2 separate regions of the Triticum aestivum genome follow, and region 1 is linked to region 2. Evidence: chromatin contacts called from public Hi-C data. All regions are on one chromosome and are shown on one strand. Each heading gives the region's core, a stretch centred on a gene start, on an enhancer-like site or on the middle of the called end of the contact. The rest is flanking DNA. Distances are from core to core; before and after follow the strand shown. Region 1 holds the start of LOC123166252. Region 2 holds the start of LOC123163831 (probable uridine nucleosidase 1).

Region 1 (5,808 bases), core at 1,293-3,792, 280 kb before region 2:
CAATCAAAGTCCGAGGAACAGAGGCTTCTGGCGGATATCACCAGTTTGGTGTCCAAACACATTGTTCGACAAAGAGAGCTGGTGCGTCTGGACTTGCATGTACCACTTGGGCAATTTGTTTGTAAATGACCAATCAACCTACGAAAATCAGAATAAACCTGATGTTTGTTTCCTGCAGGTGGATGTTAGATTAAACTCTCTTGGCGATGCTGCTCGTGGTAACAAGACATTTCTGGATGAGCATACGTCTGCTATGGAGGGTGTCACAAAGGATGCCAAGAGAAAGTGGGAAATGTTTGCAGAGCAAGCGGAGAATGACTGCAAAGTTGGCTCCAGCTTCTCTTCAGCTAAGCATTGCCGCATGGAAACAATTATGCAGGAGTGGTATGCCTGAACAGTTGCATGAAATGTTTCAACATTCACTGATTCATTTTAATTTGATGAAATTTTGTAACTAATGATCTTTATTGGACTTGTCCAGTGCATGCACTGTCGACTCTGCTGCTCAACAATGGAAAAAATCCCATGCTGCAGTTAATGATTTGTGCACAAAACAAGTGGCTGAAGTTGAAGTACTTGTCAGGCAAGTAGATTTGTTCTCATCACTTTTGTTTTTGCTTACATGTCAAGCCTGTTTTGTTCAGTTAGATTTCGGTTTTCCCTGATTTTGCTGTATAGATAGTTCAACCCGCTTTAGCACTCTTCATGCTGGTTTTATCTAAGTTAGCTTGAGTTAAGGCAATTTGGGTGCCAATTTGACATGTCAGTGCATAAGTTTGGATCAAAAGAGCACACCTCTGAATTTCTCAAAACCATGTCTTGTGTTAATCCCATATTTTCAACATGGGGGTCTAATTAGCTCTGCTTTCTGGATATTTCAGGGGTGCAATCGAAAACAACGAGCAGCATGAAGCGGAGATTGCATCATCTCGCGCCTTGGCTGAAGAGCAAGCATCCAACAGTAGCAAAGAAATACTCCAGGATATCGACAGTAATTTCTAAGTGCTCAACATGACTGCTTATTCAATAAGAGTGTTCCCCATCTAATCTTGACTTGCTTGTGTGTCCCTTTGCCTCAGATCTACTGGAAGAGGCACGTAATTCAACATCGAGAGTTGTGTCGACGGTGGAAGCACATTCGGTAGAGATACAACATTTGCAGGAGAACCACTCTGGGCAGACTTCAGGCGTCAACACACATGCCGAGAAGGCTTTCCAAAGCAGCTACAGGGTGAGATGAAAATTCTGTGAAGAACTGTCATCTTTCCCCAATGCCCCAAGTTATCTTGACTGAACTCCCCTACCATGCTGTTTTCTTGCAGGACTATGAGCCGACTGGCGAAACTCCGATGAGGTCTGAGCCGGAAGTCCCGAGCAAAGGCACGATCGAGTCGTTGCGAGCGATGCCAATTGAGTCCCTGATGGATGAGTTCCGTGAGAACCATCCCTATGAATCGAGCAAGGAACCCAAGCCGTCGCTCATCCCTCGCTCGCCACTTGCGACACTCAACTGAGAAACAACGATATACTTTTCTGTGTGCAGTGTAATCTTATTAGGACATCAAATCGCTGCTGGCTTTGATGTCCTTGTTGTGCTATGTGTTTTGTGGGATGCGAGCTATCTTAGCCCTCACCCATTGTCTTTCACATTCCTGCTAGAATGTAGTATCAATTTGTTGTGTGATATTGTGGAGCTGCCGATTATTCTTGTTGAAATTCTATGAAGGGACATTGCATTGGAATCTGAGATTGCATTGCATTTCATTGCTTGGAATTGGGAAAGATTGCATTGCATTTCATTTCAAAGCACACACAGACGAATAAGGTTTTGAGGGAGGGTTCAGGTGGTGATACACATAGCAGCTAACTGAGGTCAGGTTAGGTAGAGCTGCATCTCGGAGCGGTTGTCCTGCTCGACGACCTCGAGGAAGACGGGGTCGACGACGATGTGGCTGTCGATGCGGACGGAGAAGCGGCGCGACCAGAGCAGCACGACGGCCTCGCCCGCGATCTCCACGACAGCGTCCAGCTCCATGTGGCGGCGCGTGGCGTCGGCGAGGATGGCGCCGGCGTGGTGGGCGAGCTCCATGGCGTCGAGCCGGGCCGGGAGGTGGAGCAGGCGGCACGATGTGGCGGGCTGCTGGCCGGCGTCGAGGCGCGCGGTGCCCAGGAGCGTGCCCCCGTAGAGGATGGAGACGTTGGAGGCGCCGTAGCGCACGGGCACCACGTTGGGGTTGGTGGCGTGGACGGTGAGGGTGAGGCCGATGTCCAGCGCCGCCGGCGGCCGGAAGTGGAAGGTGGACAGGTTCATGGAGATGAGCTCGAAGCTCGGGTCCCTCGGCCTGCAGACCAGCACGCCCGCCGCCGCCGCCGTGGTGACGGCGCCGGCGAGGGCCGAGCCCCAGCTCCACTGCCGGGGGGATGACCTTGACGGCGCGGACCCCATGGGCGAGGTCTGGATTTGGTTTCCTTCCATCTCCATGAGCCCTGCGCTGTTTTTTTACTCCCGAGCAGGAATGAATCAGGCTCTTGGCGTGCCACTTTTGTGTTAGGCTGTTGGGCCATTGGGTGTTGGTGGTCTTTTGGATGTAGTGGGCTCGCCACTGGAAACGTCCAAACGTAGGCGAAGGTTGGGAGCTGGGCTGGGACGCTAACATTTTGTCACTATTGGACCCACGAGGAACGGGTAGATCGACTTCTCTCGAGGGAATCTCAAGGTTCTAATTGTTACGTTCAAAGAAAAAAAAGGATTGTTACGCTAGTGTTACTCAAAAAAAAAAGATTGTTAAGCTACTTTTTTGAATGTAATCGTTGTATCGAAAAAAAAGTTGAATGTAAATCGGAACTAACAAGCAGAAACATCCCGTGAAAGAAACAACAAGACTCCCATTTCTGGATTTTATTTCACTTTTCTACAGCCTCAAATTCAGTGTTTCTTAGATAGACGCTGTCTCAGCTGCAGCGAATAGAATTTACACCTTATATAATCTAGGATGCACCATTTTCCTAGTAAAGAATGTGATCAACTACATGAGAAGAGACATGGCAGGCTATGAGCTCAATATTTACTGAGAAAAGATAGTGCCAGGGATTCTCAAGCAGCATATGTTGCCCTCAGATACTCTACAATGTCGGCGCTCTCGAACATCTTTACCCCCGTGTTAGGATCCTCGATATAAGGCGCCTGTCAAGACGGTAAGATTAAATCAAACAGAGGTTATGTGGAGAAAGGTTACCAGCAGAAGCATAAATCGCGACGATGCAAACCTGGAAAAGGCCATATTTCTTGAAAAAATCCTGTCGCTTGGGGCTGCCACGCGCACAGCTGAAGCAAAAGTTTTTTGTTACTTACATTGTTGTGTCTGTCATGCTACATATATGGATAGTATCAACAAGTTGTTCTTATGGTAGAATATTCAGCTATTTAGCTGCTACGCTAGTCGCTTATACAGGAGTTCTGGCTGTTAGCATATTGTTGAATGGCAGAATATTCATTGATTTGTTCACGAATGTAATGCTATACTAATGCTACTGGTCATTTATACAACTGTTATGCACTGTTATAAATGCTCTGATGGTAGAATATTCAGCTATTTGTTTACGGATGTAATCCAAAGTTTCAAGCATTCAAATACCTGTGTAGCAAGTGTGGCAACTCCAATTCGACAAGGGTCTCACGCGCTATTTTACAGAAAGGAGATCCCTGATAATAAAGGTTGCAACAATCAGATCCTGGAAATGGTAATACACTACGACAAACAGCAAATAATAACATAATGCTGTGAATAATGACAAGTAGTGAGGGTTAGACCTCGTATGCCCATATCTCTATTGGCTGGGATGGAAGCTTTGCAGGAGTGTAGGAAGATCCCTGTAATCAATAATGGAAATGGTTCAAGCAAAACTTTCAGACGATTACATGGAATAAACAAATGTGCATGGCTTGTTGGTAATTTACCTTCCCGCTACGCCCACTCAATGCAAGCCCTGCCGTTATTGTCTACAAAATAAATAAATAAAGTTACGCAAGAGGCACGACTGCATGCTAATTAACAATAATCAATCCTGGTCTCCTCGATTATCAATTACTTAGTTACTTACTGTCAATAGACCAAGTTTTAGCATAATTGGAACACTTCCATCACCTGAAAAACAAGTGCAAGTAAAGGGTTTAGAACAAGCTTGGAAGGCTAGGGAAGGTATGCACTGTAAAAAAACAAAAAACAATGGAATACAAACCGTAAGTTTTTGCCAGGTAATTTATGATGTCATCTGATTCATACATAGCAACTCCTGTGTTTGGATCGACCTGCAACATAAGAGTGATGTTATCTCCATCATGTATCGTTCATTTCAAAGAAGGGAGCAAAATTCCCTGATTTAGTTTAGTAATGATGAACAAATCATGCCAATGTGACAAAATTCAATCTTGCCCAGGAATAAAAAGTTCAGCAACATGAGTATGGTTAATGGTAAATCTCCATCAAATCTCTAAAGTAACATTTCAAAGATATGTAGAACTGGAAACCACAACCATCAATGATGTTTCGCATACCATGTAAGGAAACTGTCTCTTTCCGCCCATCTCTAGAACCTTTGGGCGGAAGGTTGGGCTGCCTTTAGGACAAGGATAATATAAAACATCAAGGTCCAGAACGGATACCATCTCTCTGACCTGTAAGATTTACATGGTGACTATAAATACCAATGTTGAATAAATGAAGAAGGAAACTACATAACACAGATATAGTGAACCAAAGATTATTCACCTTTCGACAAAATGGACATCTGAGGTTTTAGCCACGATGCACAAACAATTGAAGGAATAAAAAGATCAGCTTGACTAGTCAGAAGAAAACATTAGCGCTTGATACAAAAACTAGGTGCAATTAGAAACATGAAGGACAACGAGTTTGAACCTCCGTGGAAAGAAATAACATACCCTTCAAACTCGTATATTTCAATAGGCTTAGCAGGTCGAGGGCACTGCCCCACCTTCGACGTTTCTTTCACCTTCCGACCTAAATAATAAACACATGTAGTTGTAGTATAACTAAAGTTCTAGACTGGTACTGGACAGGTACACACAATGGTTGTTTACGTCAAATAATGGTATTAATTACGCCTTATTCTTTCACTCTTAATATTTCCATGCAGCTGTTGTATCTAACCAAACAGTGGGAACTAGAGAAGGAGTTCACCTTGGCCAGATACACACATAGTTGCCATGTTTCCGGTACGGTGGGAACGAGGAACGGGAACGGGGGACGAGAGTCGGAGGCTGGAAAAAATAGGGTGCAACGGGGGTATACATCTCTAGAACGATTTTTCTAAAGCGGAAACACGATTCAATCAATTCCGGTACGATGAATCCGGTACGGTACCATGGAACGAGGAACGTGAATCTTTACTAGTTGGGACTGGCTGGGCTGGGAGCAACTGGCTGGGCTGGGAGCAACTGGCTGCATCGTTGATCCATGAAGACTAAAATAAATCATCTCCTTCCCAATGGAAAATTTATTAGCAGCCTTGGAGTAATTGAAGAGCAGAACGAGGAGTTATTTAGGGGAGTGGAAAAGAACGGGGCAGAGAGTAAAACGAGGAGTACGTGATTGATATGGCTGACCTTTTGCTTACTCGAACGATTCAAGAACCAAGACTGTCGAGTCGCCGAACCTGAATCGATGATCCGGCTGCGGAAACGCCGAATCCGCATCGAATCTTACCGAATCGACCCTCGTTCCCAAATTTGATTCTGGGTCGATGAATCCGGACCGAGGGACGGCCCACCCTTCCCCGTTTCCGGCT
Region 2 (5,524 bases), core at 702-3,201:
CTGTTAGAGGTTCTGCCACAGTTCCTTGTTCTAGTCCTTGCCATACACATGATAGGTTCTACTTCATATATGCTACTTGGTCTACTGTCTACTCTAGAGATGTTCGATTCTAATTTATATTTGCAGATGTTATCTACCTTCTCTTTGTCAGATCGCATGACTTGCTTTATCTCTGCTACTTTAGTCATGCTTTATCTAGTATTTCCGTTAATAAAATCATATGATAAATTGCTCATATTTCCAACAACCTGGTTTGATTAGTTTAGTGGGTGAGCTAGCTTAATGATCAACCTGGTCCTTGTTGCTCAATAATGTACTTCACTTTTAGCTGAGACTTGAGACATCGAAGCAAGAACATGAATGGCCATTGGCCAAGGTACGAGTGTACTACGTAGTAGACACGGCATGAAGCCTATGATTTCCGCCGGGGCCGCTCTTTCTGGAACATATACAAGAATTTCACATTTTATGCAAACCCTCACGGTTGTTCACGGCCCATTTTTTTCCAACATGGAGTAAGATATTAATATCAATATAATTATACTAATTATATCTGATCTCTACAACGACAAAATATACAAACACAATCTAGACACCGAGGATGCACGCAAAAAACGGATAAAAAGAAGAAACGGAAAAGAAAAACGACACGACAAAGACAAACAACATACAAGTAACGACACCATCAACCGCCCTTAACAATGGATGAACTACAAGAAATGTTTTCTGAAAGCGATACCTTCAAAAAGAGAACGACAAACAAACGATGCCGTTATTCGACAACCACTGAAGGTCAAATCTTGGGTTTTCATCCCGATGAGCACGTCTAAGGAGCCTCCATGCAATGTCGTTAACAAGAACACGATGTATAAACACCCTTGTGGCTATATTCATTTTTCTCTCTCATAAAGGGTGTGTATATTAACTCATAATGTATTGTCAAGAGAATACAACACATAATGAGCATAGATATGACCTCTTGGCGGGACAGGAAAAAGGAGGAAGGACCCCCCCTCACACGCCGCTCCCGCGGACGACCGGGAGGGCAACCGTGCCGTTGTCGGGACCCCACCCCTTCCGCCACCTCCTCCCCTCGCCGCCATCGAGGCGCGCCGCCTGGCAAAGCCCGGTCGACATCAGTGGCGGCGAGATCTCATCTTCCCTCAGTTGGTGGAGTTTGGCGCGGGCAGGCGGCCACCGGGTGGTGGTGGCGCGGTGGTTGGGGCCTGCGTGTGCCTCGCCCCCCGCTGTGGTTCCTGAAGGTGGCGTGGTGGGCCGGTGCGGGGCGTGCCCGTGGCTGCCTGGGTGGCTCGATCTAGCCGCGCCAGATCTGGCTCTTGGCGCCTCGGGTGGCGCGGGGCTCCCTTCCACAACGTTTATGGATCCAGGCTGGAGCTCCCCGTCGGTGGCAACCTCCCTTCTCCTGGAGTGCAGGCCAACGGAATTGCGACCAATTCTCTGACCTCTTATTAAATAGCTTAGGCACTAAGTACTAAATTATTGGTTATATAACTTTTTTGGTTGATGAAATGAATATTTTAGCAACAAAAACCACGTACTCTGATCCATAATTCTTGTCGTGAGACAAAAACAACATTATTTCACACCAATTGCGACGGAGGCTATTCTGACCGACACCTCGAGAAGGCACTGAACTAACATTACCCACATGTAACACGCAAAGGAAAAATTACGCACATGTAGCCCCGTCAAATCAAACAAAAAGCTACTCCCTCCGTCCGAAAATACTTGTCAGAGAAATGGATTTATCTAGACGTACGGACGGAGAGAGTATGTACTATTATTGCGATGGAGTGTGGGGATGCCTTTGCTTTCTGGACATGATTCTTTTTTTTTCCTTTCTGGACATGATTCATTCGTTATTATTGCCCCCCATCTCCATGGAAGCTCCTCCACTTGTCCTGCTCTATCCCATCTAATCCAGATCCGACGGCCTAGGAGACACGGCCACGCTGATCCGACGGGCATTCCAGCGCAAGATCTCATCTTCCTTTTCCCTAATCCCCAGCCCCAGCAGCAAGAGGAAGGAACTTGGCGCTCCTGACACCCCCTTTACCCCCAACCTTCCGTGTTTGCATCGTGTATAAAAGTCCGGGGAAGCGAGGCTCGTTGGAAAAAGAAGGACAGTCTGGAGAAAGAAAGAAAGGGCGAGGTTGCGTCCGCTCATCCACTTGGCTCTGCTCGCATCTTCCTTGTTGATTCATTCCGATTCCCCTCGCTAGCTAAGGGAAGGGAAGGGAAGGGATCCCGAGGACGATGGGGGAGGACGGGCAGATCCGCCGCGACAGGGTCATCATCGACACGGATCCCGGCATCGGTGCTGTCCTCAATCCCTCCCTCCCTTCTCCATTGTTTCTCTCTCGCTTCGATTCCCTGTTACTTCTGCGCTTTCCCAATCCCACCTGTTGCTGACATTAATGAATGGAATGGATGGAGGAGTGAGTTGGCTGGAGTAGGCAGAAATTACGTTTCGTTATCATATTCTAACATCACGTAGTACCACGAAAGCTCCGGTTTGCTTTTGCTTTACTGCTCTGCTCTGCTCGCACGTGGTTGGTTGGGTTATGGCGTGTCAACCCAGCCCGCCGACGAAAGCGACGGTGCCGTGCCACCATCTCGATCATCACCACGGTTTCTCGTCCTACCCCCGTCCCTTCTTCAGTGGAGTCGAGCAGGAAAATTGTAATGCAATTGTGGTTCAGTTTTCTTCTGCAAGTGGAGTAATACTACTTAATTAGCACCCAACTGGACAATCAATTCGGTATTAGTAACTCTTTTGCTAGTTTACGGCACCGTAATTAATTGATGGTATAGAAGTTGTATCTTCACACCAACATAGTGACATCGATCTCAGCTACGTTGTTGGATACAACTTTCATGACTGGCAAATGTTTATGTTATATATGCTTCTTGCCAAGTTCCAGCAACCCAAACTATATTATTGCCTTTGCCACAAGTTCACAGCTAAGCTTCCAGTTATATGATCAACAACAATAGGATGCTGGTGTACATACTTTGCAAATGTTACACTGGCTATCAATGTCTACAGCTTCGTACCAGTATGCTGCATGCGCAACTCAAACTACAGTCTGTACTGATATCTCCTTCTCGAAACGAAAAAAAAACCTCACCTGTAAAAAGCTATTATTCCCTATTTATTCTCACTGCCTGCTTTCTCTGATTTCTAGATGATAGCATGACGATTCTAATGGCATTTGGAGAACCAAGTGTGGAGATCATTGGGCTGACAACCATATTCGGCAATGTCACTACAGAGTATGCTACACGCAATGCGCTCTTGCTGGTGAGCGTCGGACACTGTTGAGTTTTGCTTCTTCTGATTCTTGCTTTTGCTAAACATTTCGAGTCTTCAAAGGACAGTGTGAGAGAGCAGGGCATCCTGAGGTTCCAGTAGCAGAGGGCAGCCCGGAGCCTCTTAAGGTACGATGGTTCACACTGCAAATCTGTACATTTCGAACTTCACGATGGCTTTGCAACTGGATGTTTCTTGTTTAGTTGATGCTAGAAGTGTGCATTTTGTATTATCAATTAAAAATGACTCTGAGTGCCTACTGGATTATCATCCATCAAAAGCGTTTAGCTAAGGTCAAGTAATCGATTGTACAAGATGCCATCTCGTATTTGCACTAGTGGGTGTTTTCTTTTTCCTACTTGCTCTACATGTCATATTATTAGCTCATTGATAGATAGTCGGTAGCGTGGCATGTAACATGAGCCTACATATTTTATATGGTAGATGGAGTTCAGAATTGAGACCTCCAATAATACTATGTTAAACTACAGTTTCGGTTGGTCAGCTGAATGACATGACTTTTGTATTATAGGGAGGAGAGCCACGCGTTGCTGACTTTGTTCATGGATCTGATGGTCTTGGTAATTTGTCTCTTCCTGCACCTACTACTAAGAAGGTTGAGGAAAGTGCTGCCGAGTTCATGGTTAATAAGGTCTCTCAGTTTCCTGGAGAGATATCTGTACTTGCATTGGGACCCCTGACAAATGTCGCATTGGTATGCTTACAGTTACAGGATAAAGCTATTTACCATGCTGTATGCCATGCCAGGGGCTAAGAGATAGCTTGTATTCTTTGTTAGGCCATCAAAAGGGACTCGTCATTTGCAAGCAAGGTCAAAAAAATAGTTGTGCTGGGTGGAGCTTTCTTTGCAGCTGGAAATGTCAACCCTGCTGCTGAAGCAAATGTATAGTCATTTGTACTAAACACTGGTGCATTATTTATGAACAAGCAGAAACAACAACACAAGTATTGAACTTTGAGTATACAACTGTGCAGATCTACGGAGATCCGGATGCAGCGGATGTAGTTTTTACATCAGGAGCAGATATTGATGTGGTTGGCATTAACATAACAACTCAATGCTGTTTTACAGGTTTGTTCCTTGATACCAGTGTCATCTTCATATAGCTCAACTTGTGTGAGTATGGGGGTTAACTACTAGCCCGCCGTGTGAAACTTCTTTTATGCAGATGAGGATCTCTTGGAACTGAAAAACTCAAAAGGGGTGCACACACAGTTCTTGTGTGACATGTGCAAGTTCTACAGAGATTGGCATGAGAAGTCTGACGGCTTCCAAGGTATATTGTAGCCCTGTCTTTTCGGTATGCTTTTGCTAAAGTTGCCGCTGAATCTTCAAAGCCAGTTTCACTTCCAACTGATTCATGCATTCTATCCAGGGATTTTCCTACATGATCCTGTGAGCTTTACAGCCTTAGTTCACCCTGAGTACTTCACATTCAAGAAGGGTGTTGTGAGAGTCGAGACCCAGGGCATTTGCACCGGCCATACTTTGATGGACCATGGATTGAAGAAGTATGTATATCATATACTATTTCTGAGTACTTCACATTAGCTCTACCTACTCAAGTGTTTCAACATTCTTACAAACATATTCATCTGGTGATTTAAGTGTCGCACGTGCCCAGTCCACTGGTTTAAATTCTAACCAGAGTGTCATTTCTGAGTATTCAGTTGTAGATGCAAGATATTGATTGCTTGTTTGCACTACATTGCAGGTGGAATTCAGAAAATCCATGGTCGGGTTATGCACCAATTTCAGTTGCGTGGACAGTCGATGTGCCAAAGGTCCTTGCATATGTGAAGAAGCTGCTGATGGCGCCCTGAGAATAGAACCAGAGGTCTATTCTGACTCTTTGAGCTGAAGTGTAATGGTTCAGGTCAACTCTCATGGCCAAAGCATTTTTTTTTCCTGTTTTTAGAAGCAAGCATAGGAGGAAGGGAAGCTTCCTAGTGCAAATCAAACTATGGGGTAAATTCTGCATATGACAGCATTGTGACAACATTGATTCCAAATATCTATATATACCAAGTACATTACAAATTTGGGAAAAACTTCCCCATACTCGTTGCTTTGTGCCCGTCTCATGTCTTTGTTTAGCAGGCATATCTTTGCACATGTTTAGACAAATGAGGAAGATCTATTTGCTCATGTTTGGCCGTGTCGGGCTA

Evidence for each region. Hi-C and Micro-C count contacts between places; a contact is called where the count stands out from the background.
Region 1: a Hi-C map of leaf shows a contact between it and region 2, with 4 times the contacts expected there. The contact joins the promoter of LOC123166252 here to the promoter of LOC123163831 in region 2. A contact is called at or near these places in 2 of 5 Hi-C or Micro-C datasets (both in leaf).

The regions. Positions count from the first base shown.
Region 1 is chr7D:270,790,155-270,795,962 of IWGSC CS RefSeq v2.1, reverse strand. It overlaps LOC123166252, which reads right to left and starts at 2,542. Exons shown (of 1, transcript XM_044584021.1): 1 at 1,775-2,542. The coding sequence starts at 2,482. The coding sequence ends at 1,874. LOC123166250 reads right to left here. Exons shown (of 12, transcript XM_044584019.1): 3 at 4,943-5,021; 4 at 4,770-4,788; 5 at 4,556-4,675; 6 at 4,240-4,309; 7 at 4,102-4,145; 8 at 3,959-4,000; 9 at 3,812-3,871; 10 at 3,636-3,703; 11 at 3,268-3,325; 12 at 2,867-3,184. The coding sequence ends at 3,095. It overlaps LOC123166251 (kinesin-like protein KIN-5C), which reads left to right. Exons shown (of 22, transcript XM_044584020.1): 17 at 1-81; 18 at 179-384; 19 at 482-583; 20 at 882-991; 21 at 1,080-1,231; 22 at 1,323-1,742. The coding sequence ends at 1,514.
Region 2 is chr7D:270,509,821-270,515,344 of IWGSC CS RefSeq v2.1, reverse strand. It overlaps LOC123163831 (probable uridine nucleosidase 1), which reads left to right and starts at 1,951. Exons shown (of 9, transcript XM_044581214.1): 1 at 1,951-2,338; 2 at 3,210-3,325; 3 at 3,403-3,462; 4 at 3,867-4,049; 5 at 4,134-4,238; 6 at 4,331-4,427; 7 at 4,525-4,632; 8 at 4,732-4,867; 9 at 5,071-5,417. The coding sequence starts at 2,278. The coding sequence ends at 5,179.